Linked DNA regions of Capra hircus: region 1 is linked to region 2. Evidence: chromatin contacts called from public Hi-C data. All regions are on one chromosome and are shown on one strand. The core of a region is the stretch at or near the end of the contact, and the rest is flanking DNA. Distances in the headings are between cores, read along the strand shown.

Evidence for each region. A called contact is a pair of places that touch in the nucleus more often than the background predicts.
Region 1: a contact with region 2 is called in a Hi-C map of liver, with 4 times the contacts expected there. The contact joins two enhancer-like sites. A contact is called at or near these places in 3 of 5 Hi-C or Micro-C datasets (blood and liver).

The regions. Positions count from the first base shown.
Region 1 is chr18:21,853,256-21,858,354 of ARS1.2, forward strand. It overlaps LOC108637964, which reads right to left. Exons shown (of 2, transcript XR_001919443.1): 2 at 4,232-5,099. Among named protein-coding and RNA genes, the nearest start is that of DNAJA2, 43 kb to the right of the region's middle. Within about 2 kb of position 1,351, at least 2 of the 5 cell types and tissues checked have an H3K27ac peak or open chromatin away from gene starts, as enhancers often do.
Region 2 is chr18:21,781,875-21,786,969 of ARS1.2, forward strand. All of the region lies in intron 7 of NETO2 (neuropilin and tolloid-like protein 2), which reads left to right. Among named protein-coding and RNA genes, the nearest start is that of NETO2, 50 kb to the left of the region's middle. Within about 2 kb of position 3,422, at least 1 of the 5 cell types and tissues checked has an H3K27ac peak or open chromatin away from gene starts, as enhancers often do.

The DNA of each region.
Region 1 (5,099 bases), core at 101-2,600, 69 kb after region 2:
ATTATCACACACATTTTATGGTTTACAAAGCACTGTCACATGGTCACATGTTTCTCTTTTGACCACTGAAATTCAAATTGAACTAGGCCATCCAGTGTTTTGTCTGACAACCCTGGCTCCTACCCAGCCTCTAGGAGACCTCCCCTCAGCTCCTACAGGCCCAACCGACCCAGGGCCTCCCAGTGAGATAAACTCCCCTTCCTGGTTCATCTGGAGTTCATTGACCCTGAATATTCATTGGAAGGACTGATGCTGAAGCTGAAACTCCAATACTTTGGCCACTTGATGCAAAGAACAGACTCACTGGAAAAGACCCTGATGCTGGGAAAGATTGAAGGCAGGAGGAGAAGGGGACGACAGAGGATGAAATGGTTGGATGGCCTCACTGACTCGATGGACATGAGCTTAAGCAAGCTCTGGGAGTTGGTGACGGACAGGGAAGCCTGACGTGCTGCAGACCATGGGGTCGCAAAGAGTCGGACACGATTGAGCAACTGAACTGACATTGACCCAGGCTTCAGAAATGGCCCAAGCATCCCCCACCTGCCCACTGGCTGTGAAGAGAGCCCTGTGCCAGACTCTTCAGGGTGAGATGACCTGGCAGGGTCTGCCCTGGAGAACCTCAGTAGGAGAGAGAGGATGCATTCATGAGCAACACTGTTAACAGGTGGCAAGTGCCAAGTACATCCATGATGTGGAAACTGAGGTCTGAAAAAGAAGTTATACAGTCTAAGTGTGAAAGCCATGGTGTGATTTCTACACCACTTTCACTGCGCCTCTCTCTTTCTGAAATGTTCCCCTTCCCTCCTGCGCCCTCCTACCCCTTCTCCTTCCCAGGCTTCCCTCTAGACCACCATCAGTACCCTGAATGCTTGGTTCTCAGTGCTTCCCCTCCTGGGGGGCCACTCGTTCTCTCTTTCAACCAGTGTTTCATCAAGCGTCTTTGGTGTGTCAAGCCCTGGGCTGGACCACTGAGATCACCATGTGGGTCCTGACCCAGCAAGAACAGCGGCCTGTCCTCTCTCCACCCTTCTTCCCTCCCGCCTTGCCTTGCCTGCCTGCCTTCCTTTCTCCCTCCCTCCTTTCTTCTCTCTTTCCTTTCTCCACTCCTCCCCACCTCCCTCCCTCCAGTCCAGTACTTCCTGCCCACCGCCTAAGTGCCTCTGAGCCCCTTGCTCTCATGGGGCTTTCAGGAAGACCCCTCGCTGTCACAGAGGAGGGGATGTACCCTCGGTTTTCTCTCGTTTAGTTTCAGAGCAAAGAAAGAGAACCTCTAACCGGAATGAAACGCAGGGCGTTTTCCTCCTGGTGGCGGAGAATCATTTCACAAGCCAGCGCGCCCTCTGGTGGCCAGAGTCGGGGCCCGGCCGTGGTTGCGTTACCCCGATGAGCTCAGGAGGCTGGGCTTCCCGCGGCATCGCTCCGCCCCCGCTCCGCGGCCCCGCTCTCCCGGCCCCCAGGTGCCGCCCTCCCGCGGGGTGTCCCCCTCCGAGACCACCTTCTCCTGGAGCCTTCCGCCCCAGCCCACCTCAATTCGAGAGTTAAAGGCGGCACTCGTACTTGGAGCTTCCCACGTTACAACAGTGATGCGCTCCCACGGAACTGGAACCAAGGGTTCACCCAGGCAGACCCTGCCAGGTCGTCTCACCCCCCAGTCTGGCACGGGGCTCTCTTCACAGCGGTTGGGCCAGGGGTCGGAGGTGGGGGTTGCTCGGGCCATTTCTGAAGCCCGGATCAATGAATTCCAGATAAACCAGGAACCAGCTGGGACGACCTGGGCTTGCTGGAGCTGAAAGGAAGTCTCTCAGAGGCTGGGTATTAGGTTGTCAGATAATACACAGGACATCTCAGTTAAATTTTAATTTCAGATAAACATAAATGAAAAAAACTTTTTTTTTCCTTTTGTTTGTTTAAGTCCCGAATACTGGAAAATCCCATGGATGGAGGAGCCTGATAGGCTGCAGTCCATGCTAAGGGTCGGACACGACTGAGCAACTTCCCTTTCACTTTTCACTTTCATGCATTGGAGAAGGAAATGGCAACCCACTCCAGTGTTCTTGCCTGGAAAATCCCAGGGGCGGGGGAGCCTGGTGGGCTGCCGTCATGGGGTCGCACAGAGTCGGACACGACTGAAGTAACTTAGCAGCAGCAGCAGCAAATACTGTAGGGTGCACACATACTTAAGCTAAAAACTGTTTTTGTTGTTCGTTTGAAATTTGAATTTAAGTGATGTCCTGCAATTTATTTGCTAAATCTGGCGCCCTTACTGAGTGTAATGGCCCTATGGAGCCCATCTTAACAAGGAGGGGGCAAACTGCAGGGAGGCTGGGCAGGCAGGTTCCCAGAGGAGCCTGGGGCAGGCCAGGTGTGGGGTGGAGGGCAGTGGTCTGAGTCTAAATCCTGCTTGGGACCACAGAGACCAGTAATACAAACTTCATATTTTTACATGGAATTTACATCCACATCATGGTGGTGAGGTGTGGGTGACAACAAGGAGAGCCTTGTCTGTTCTCAAGGTTCTGCTCAAATGCTGACCTTTGCAACCCGGGCCCTGCTTCCCTGGGACTGTAATCACACATGCATTAGCAACATTGTTACCAGCCAAATACAGATAGACTTTACCCACCTGAAATTTGAGGACTGAAAAAAAAGTTATACAAGGTAAAAGCATAAGCCCTACCATTCCTCCACCACTTTCCTCTTTCCTCTCTCTTCCTGAAGCTTCCCCTCGTTCCTGTCCCCTCCCACCAGTTGGCCCTCCCTTCAACATCTTCAAACTTGTGTCTGCAGGGCACACCAGCACTTACCACAACCAAAAGCACCTAGAGGGTATCAACAATTGGTGTGAACCGAATGGATGTCAAGAGGGAAAGTTGCAACCTGGGAGGGCTACCTCCAAGCCTACCTCGTAAGGTAGGTAATTGGTGTCAAGTCCCTAGAATGATGCCTCGCAACCCAGTCAGTGCTCTGTAAGCCTCAGTGCTTTCTTCCATGACAACTGTTAAAACACTGATTCCTGGGGGGTGTAGCCACTCATTTTTCTCCTGGAATGATATTGCATTCCACTGTTTTCCCACCTTTGATGGCACTCTTTCACAAGACATTTTGGGGATATTTCCTTTGCTTTCTGAACAGAGGTTCAGGTGAGTCTTGAGAGCACAGTGTGATCTCACATTCCCTCAGAGAAACAATCTCTTGGCCTCATTTCCCGTGACCATGGCCGAGCATCTATGTTCCTAGCAGTATTAGAGCTCATTTATAATGATTTACAGTAATTATATTGGACAGGAGTTTGATGGCTATTAGGCCTCTTTATTTGGCTGAAAAACATTTGAAGCATGAAGCTGTGTGAGAGAATCAGCACCAGCACCATCACGAAACATCCTTGTATTTGGAACCAATTTAGAGTGTCATTTTTGATATCACAAATTATCCATCTTCGGATTCCAAGTCCTTGGTACCTGTGTTCTCCTGCTCTGGTATCGGGAGGACAGCCAGCGGCCGCAGGCCTGCCCTGGGAGTGAGCAGACAGGCCAGCACCAGCCCTAGGAGCTGAGTTCCCAGGGGATGCTGGGTCACCTAACACTCAGCATTTTCACCAGCATCATTCCACCTCCTGTTAGAGCAAGGCCTTAGGATAAATGGAAATGCCATCTGAAGTCTTACTTCAGTGTCCGCTCCTCTTCCCTCCACTCACAGAGTGAAAGGATAGCCAGGACTGCCACCAGCTGGTACACATCGATGCCGGCTATTTGGGGCTGGCATTCATGCCAAACCTGATGTTCGGTATTTGAATATCACTCAAGTAGAACAGCCATGGCATTGGCTGTGAAGAATCTCTCAAGCTGTGACTGTACCATGCCAAAAATGCTGGTTTGAAAAGTAAAAAATTAATCAGCAGGCCAGATGTTTAATATTCCATAATGACAAATAGAATGTATTTCATCTAGATGTTTCTGTGTAAATATACTCTGGCTTTTTTTCAGATCACTGCAACCTGCCCACACCAACACCTAAGAGATGGTTTCATATGTGTATATTTTTATAAACACAGGAAAAGTAGATTCTGCCCATGAAGAATTGAAGTAAGGGCATGAAAGTGCAAGATTGACCCACGGCCACTGCCATTATTGTGACTGCCCCTGGAAGGGCGCAAGGGCCCCTCCACTCTCTCCAGGGTCCCATGGTAAAATGTCTCTTTCTAAAAGCAAGAACAGTAAATGCCATATGGTTTGTTTTATCATCATTTTAATGGGAAAGAACAATAAGGGAGCGATTACTGGGCTGAGGAGCTGGCTGCCGGGCCTGCCAGGTCCGATTCATTTATCCTCCTTTTTGTTGGAAAACTCGGACTGACTTTAATGATGAGAAATAATGTGGCTTCCAGGAGCCTCTCTCCACACTAATGGAGCCTGGGCACCCTTTCTTTAAATAGACATTGAAATATGCAAGAGTATCTATGTCATACGAACACCCCCAGACCGAGATTTGGACAATTTAACTGCTCTTGGTAATTGGATTCTGTACAACTTCAGCCATTTCGCTGTCTCCATTTGCTGGGTGAAATTCATTGTTTTAATATTCACAGTAAGCTTAAGGTTTCATTTGCACAGAGAAAACCTATGAAACAGAAACTTGAGGTAAGGATGGGAAAACTAGTGTTTGCGTGGGTGACTTTAACATTTCCCTCTCTGCCTCTGCCTGGGCTGGGGGAGTGCCTATGGGGCCAGCAGACACTGATGGTTTCAGGTCATCTGCTCCCTGTTTCTTCCAAGGCTGGGACGGGAAGCCATTTACTTGAGCCTGCGGAGGGTGATGGCTTCAGCCTCCCTCCAGAGAGATGGCACAAACCTGCAGGCAGGTGTCCACCTGAGTGCCCTGGTCTGGAAGCCAGGGTCCGAGGAGCAGGGACCAAGGCAGCAGCTTTCTGCTTTAGTTAACTCTGCATCCTGAGTGGTGACCAGTGTTCTCACCCCGGCTGTGGACATGCCTGGCATCCTAGAGCCCACTGCTCTCTCTCCCTGGTACTTCCATCTCCACCCACAGCCAGACATTTCCTCTGAGCCTAAGAGCCAAAACTCCTACTGCCTTCTGACATC
Region 2 (5,095 bases), core at 2,172-4,671:
CTTGTCAGATGCTTCTTCATCTGTTGAGACAGTCATGTTTTTATCCTTCGTTTTGTTCATGGGTGTATCATATTGATTAGTTCATGGATGTTGAAACACCCTTTCAAGTGGGTAAATCCCACTTGATCATGTTGTATGATCTGTTTAATGTGTTATTGTATGGTTTGCTAGCATTTTATCGAGAACTTTTGCGTCTGTGTTCATCAGAGATACTGGCCTGTAATTTTCTTTGAAGTGTCTTCCCTGGTTTTGCTGTCGGTGTAACGGTGGCCTAATGGAATGAGTAGGAAGTATTCTCTCTTCTTCAGTTTGTTGGGAGAGATTGAGAAAGATAGGTATTAAATCTTGAATGATTGGTAGAATTCACATGTAAAGCTATCTGGTCCTGGACTTTTGTTTTGGGGGGGGGAATTTTTTATTATTTCGACCGCTTTACTAGTGATCAGTCTCTTAAAATTTTCTGTTTCTTCATGGTTCAGTCTTGGAAGGTTGGATGATTCTAAGAATTTGTCCATTCTGGGTTGTCTGATTCATAGTCATATAGTTGTTCATAATATTCTCTTGTCATCCTTTATATTTCTGTGGTATCCTTGTTATTTCTCCTCTTTTATTTATCAGATCCTTCTCTCTTTTTTTCGTAGACTAGCAAAAGTTTTGTCAGTTTTGTTTATCTTTTCAAAGGAGCATCTCCGAATTTCATCTGTCTTTCCTATTGTCTTTTTAGTGTCTATTTCACATATTTCTGCTTTGATTTTTATTAGTTCTTGCCTTCTACTAACTTTGGGCTTCATTCTTCTTTTTATAGTTCGTTTAGATGTAAGGTTAGATTTGAGATTTTTCAGGTTTCTCGGGGTAGGCCTGTATAACTGCACCTTTCCCTCTTGGTATTGCTTTCGCTGCATCCCCATAGATTTGGTATGTCGTATTTTCATTTGTCTTCATGTATTTTATTTTATTTTTGGTGATCTAATTCTTACTCTGTAGCATTTGTTTGGCCTTCTCATATTTGTAGATTTTCTCAGCTTTCTTCTTGTCGTTGATATCTAACTTCACACTTTTGTGCTCAGAAAAGATACTTGATATAATTCCATTCTTAACTTCATTAACGTTTGTTTTGTGTCCCAACATATGGTCTGTTCTTGACAATACTTCATGTGCACTTGAGACGAAAGTGGATTCTCCGTTTGGATAGAATGTTCTGTGCGAATCTATCCAGTCCTTCTGGTTTAATGCGTCTGTGTTAAGTGCATGTATATGAATAACTCTTATTATGTCTTCTTGATGAATTGTCCCCTTTATCATTATATAATGTCCATCTTTGTCTCTTGTTACCTTTTTTGGCTTGAAGCCTGTTTTTTCTGTTGTGAGTTTGGCTACTCCTGCTTTTGCTGGCTACCATTTGCTTGGAACATCATCTTCCATCCCTTCACTTTAAGCCTACTTGTCTGCAGAGCTGAAGTGAGTCTCCTGGAGGCAGCATATAGTTGGGTCTTGCATTTTAATTCACCCAGCCACTCTGTGACTTTTGATTGGTGAATTCAGTCCATTTACATTTAGCATGAATATTGATAAATGAAAATATAGTACTGCCATTTCATTTTCATTTTTTGTTTTCTGGTTGCTCTGTATGTCCATTGTGGTTTTTTCCTTAGGTTCCTGTTTGGAGCTTTTCTGGGATTTTTTTTCAGTTTCATCTTTTTATGTTTTGTTGTTACTGTAAAGTTTGTATAAAATGTCTCATAGTTAAAATATCCTTTTTTCTGTTGACAGCATCTTGTTTTTACTTGCCTATATGAGTTCTGACCTTTTCCTTCTCCCCTTTTATGTCTTAGATGTCTGATTTCCTCAATTATTTCTTGTTACAAGTTTGTTACCAAATTGAAGTAGCTATAAGTTATTTTTATAAATTATTTCCCTTTAACCTTTTTTCTATGATACGTTTAATATTCTGATGTTAGAGTTTCAGTTTTCTCTGTCACCCTACTCAAAGTTGTGTATACTTTTTCCTTCTCATTTCAGGTAGAAGAGGTCATTTCAGTGTTTTTTTGTAAGGCAGTTACAGTGTTGATGAACTCTCTCAGGTGTAGTTTGTCTGGGGGAAAGCCTTTATTTCTTCTTCATATTTGAATGATAATTTTGCTGAAAAGAATATTTTTGACTGGCAGTTTTTATCTTTCAGTATCATGTGTAGGATATGCCACTCCCTGCTGACCTGTAGAGTTTATTCTGAGAAACCTGCTAATAGCTTACTTTGTAAGTTAACATCTTCCCCCCACCCCCACCAACCCCTTCACCCCTTCACCCCCCCGCCCCCGCCATGGCTGGCTGCCTTTAAAATTCTTTCTCTGCCACTGAGTTTCAACAGGTTTAATATAATGTGTCTTGGAAAAGGTCTTTCTGCATGAGGTAATTAAATGTTCTCTTAGTTTCTTACATATCCAGTTCCTTCCCCAGTTTGGGGAAGTTCTCAGCTATTATTTCTTGAAATAAACTGTGTGTTCTTTTCTCCCTCTGGTTTCCTTCTGGTATACCCATTATCCTAATGTTGCCCTTCCTAATTGACTTAGATAGTCCTCATAGAAGTTCCTCATTTTTTGGTCTTAATTCCCTCCTTTTCTACCTGTATCATTTCTAGATTTCCATCTTCAAGCTTCCATATGGCCTGCTGTCTTTCCAGTACTTTCTTCGTCTCATTTGTTAAGTTCTTCAGCTCCAGAATTTCTTTTCTAGAGTTTCAATCACTTTTATAAAGTATTACTTCTGTTCACTAAGTTTATTCCTGAACACATTGAACTGCCTTTCTGAGTTTTCTTGAAGCTGGTTGAGTTTCTGTCTGACGCTTCATTTGAACGGTCTATCAAATCTCATTGTTCTGAGACTGAGTTTGGTTTCCGGAGAACATTCATTTTCTTTTTGTGATACCATGTTACCATGGTTCTTCATTGTGCTTGATGAGTTGTTCCCCTTCTGGCACATTTGAAGTACCAAACATCTTTCTTTTTTAGTAAAGCTTCCCGCAGCCCACCCTACTTGATTTTGATTCTAGGAATTCTACAGGTTAGAAATCAGAGGCCTTTCTCTAGGTTTTCAGTAGGTGGCGCTATAGCACAAATTTTGGTTTCTCTTACCTGCGCTGCCTCTGGTTGTATTTGAGAGTTGGCACTTTCCTTGTCATTTTCTCTGTTGTCATTGCGCCTCAGTGGTCTTTGGTGCCTTGATGCTGCTGGCATCGACGCTTGGGGCACAAGGATCACAGGCACTTCACCGCGTTTGGGATCTACCGAGGTGCAGGCTTTGTTACTGTGGGAGTAGGGGAGGGGGAAGGGGAGCTGGAGAGCAGGTATCTCTGCTGTGACCAGCATTGCTGGTTTCCAGGCAGCGCCACTGCGGGTAGGAGGAATGGTGCCTTTGGTTGTGAGCGCCACTGCAGCCAAAAGGCTGGTGGTTCGTGGACCACCTCCCCTGCTGCAGCTTCTCTGGGATTGCTGGCTCCGCCATAGCAGCAAAGCGGTGCAGGCAGTGATTCTGCCGTTGCCTGGATTCCACCTCCTGTTGGTGTTCCATTGTCTTTAGGTATAGACATGTGCAATTCTCCAACATCCTGGTCTGCTGGGCAGAGTTGAGTTATGGATGTTTTACTGGTTGTAGACTGAAGGAAGAGACAGAGGGAGCACTTGAACCATCATTAAACTGACGTCACTCTCTTTTTCCATGTTTTCTTTTAAAATTTTTATAGTTTTCACTCTTACATTTAGGTCTTTGATTCATTTCAAATTAATTTCTTCAGCTTCATTCTTTTGCATGTGAATATACAGTTTTCCAGAATCATTTCTTGAAAAGACTGTCCTTTCCCCTTTTAATCATCTCATAACCCTTGTCAAAAATCAGTTGTCCATATATTAATACATGTGACAGTCTATTTGAGAGGCTGTTTATTCCATTGATCTATTTGTCTATTGTAATGCCAATTACTTTGATTACTGTAGCTTTTTTTTTAATATTTATTTATTTATTTGGCTACACCAGGTCTTAACTGCAGCATGTGAGATCTTCGGTCTTCATTGCAGCATACAGGATTTTTTAGTTGCAGCATGTGGGATCTAGTTCCCTGACTGGGGCTTGAACAGGGGCCCTCTGCATTATGAGTGCAGAGTCTTAGCCACTGGCCCACCAGGGAAATCCCGATTACTGTAGCTTTGTAGTGAGTTTTGAACTTAAGAATCTTTCAACTCTGTTCTTTTTCAACTTTAACTATTCAGGGTCCCTTGAGATTCCATGAATCTTACAATAAGTTTTTCTATTCTGCAAAAAATAGTTTTGGAATTTTGATAGGAAACACAATGAGCCTGTGGATAGTATCATCATTTGTTCCTTACTAGTGTATAGATATGTAACTAATTTTTGTTGATTTTTGTATCCTACAATTTTGCTGAATTAGTTTATTTGCTCTGAATGTATGTCTGTGTTGTGGTCTTTTCAAGTTTACTATTTGTAAGATCGTGTAATCTGCCAACAGAGATAACTTTATAGGTTCCCTTCCAATTTGAGTGCTTTTGTTTCATTTTCTTACCTAATTGCTCTGGCTAGTACACTATATTAAACAGAAATGGAAACAGACATTCTTGTCTTATTCCTGATTTTAGGGGGAAAACTTTCTGCCTTTACCATTGAGTATGATGCTAACTGTGGGGTTTTCATATATAGCCTTTATCATATTGAAAAAGTGGTCTTGTATTCCTGCTTTATTGAGGTTTTTTTAAATCATGAAATGCTGTTGAATTTTGTCAAATGCTTCTTCTGATTCACATGAGTTGATCGTGTGAGTTTTGCCTCCTTCATTCTGTTATTGAGGTGTATTGCATTAATTGATTTTTATATGTTAAACTATCCTTATATCCCACTTGATCCTCACATTAAAATGTTGCTGAATTCAGTGCTAGTATTTTCTTGAGGATTTTTGCATTGATATTCATAAGGGATGTTGGGATATTGGTCTGTAGTTTTGTTTTCTTGTTGTTTCTTTGTCTGGCTTTGATATCAGAGTAATGCTGGCCAATAAATGAGTAAGAATCGAGCCCTCCTCTTCAACTTTTTG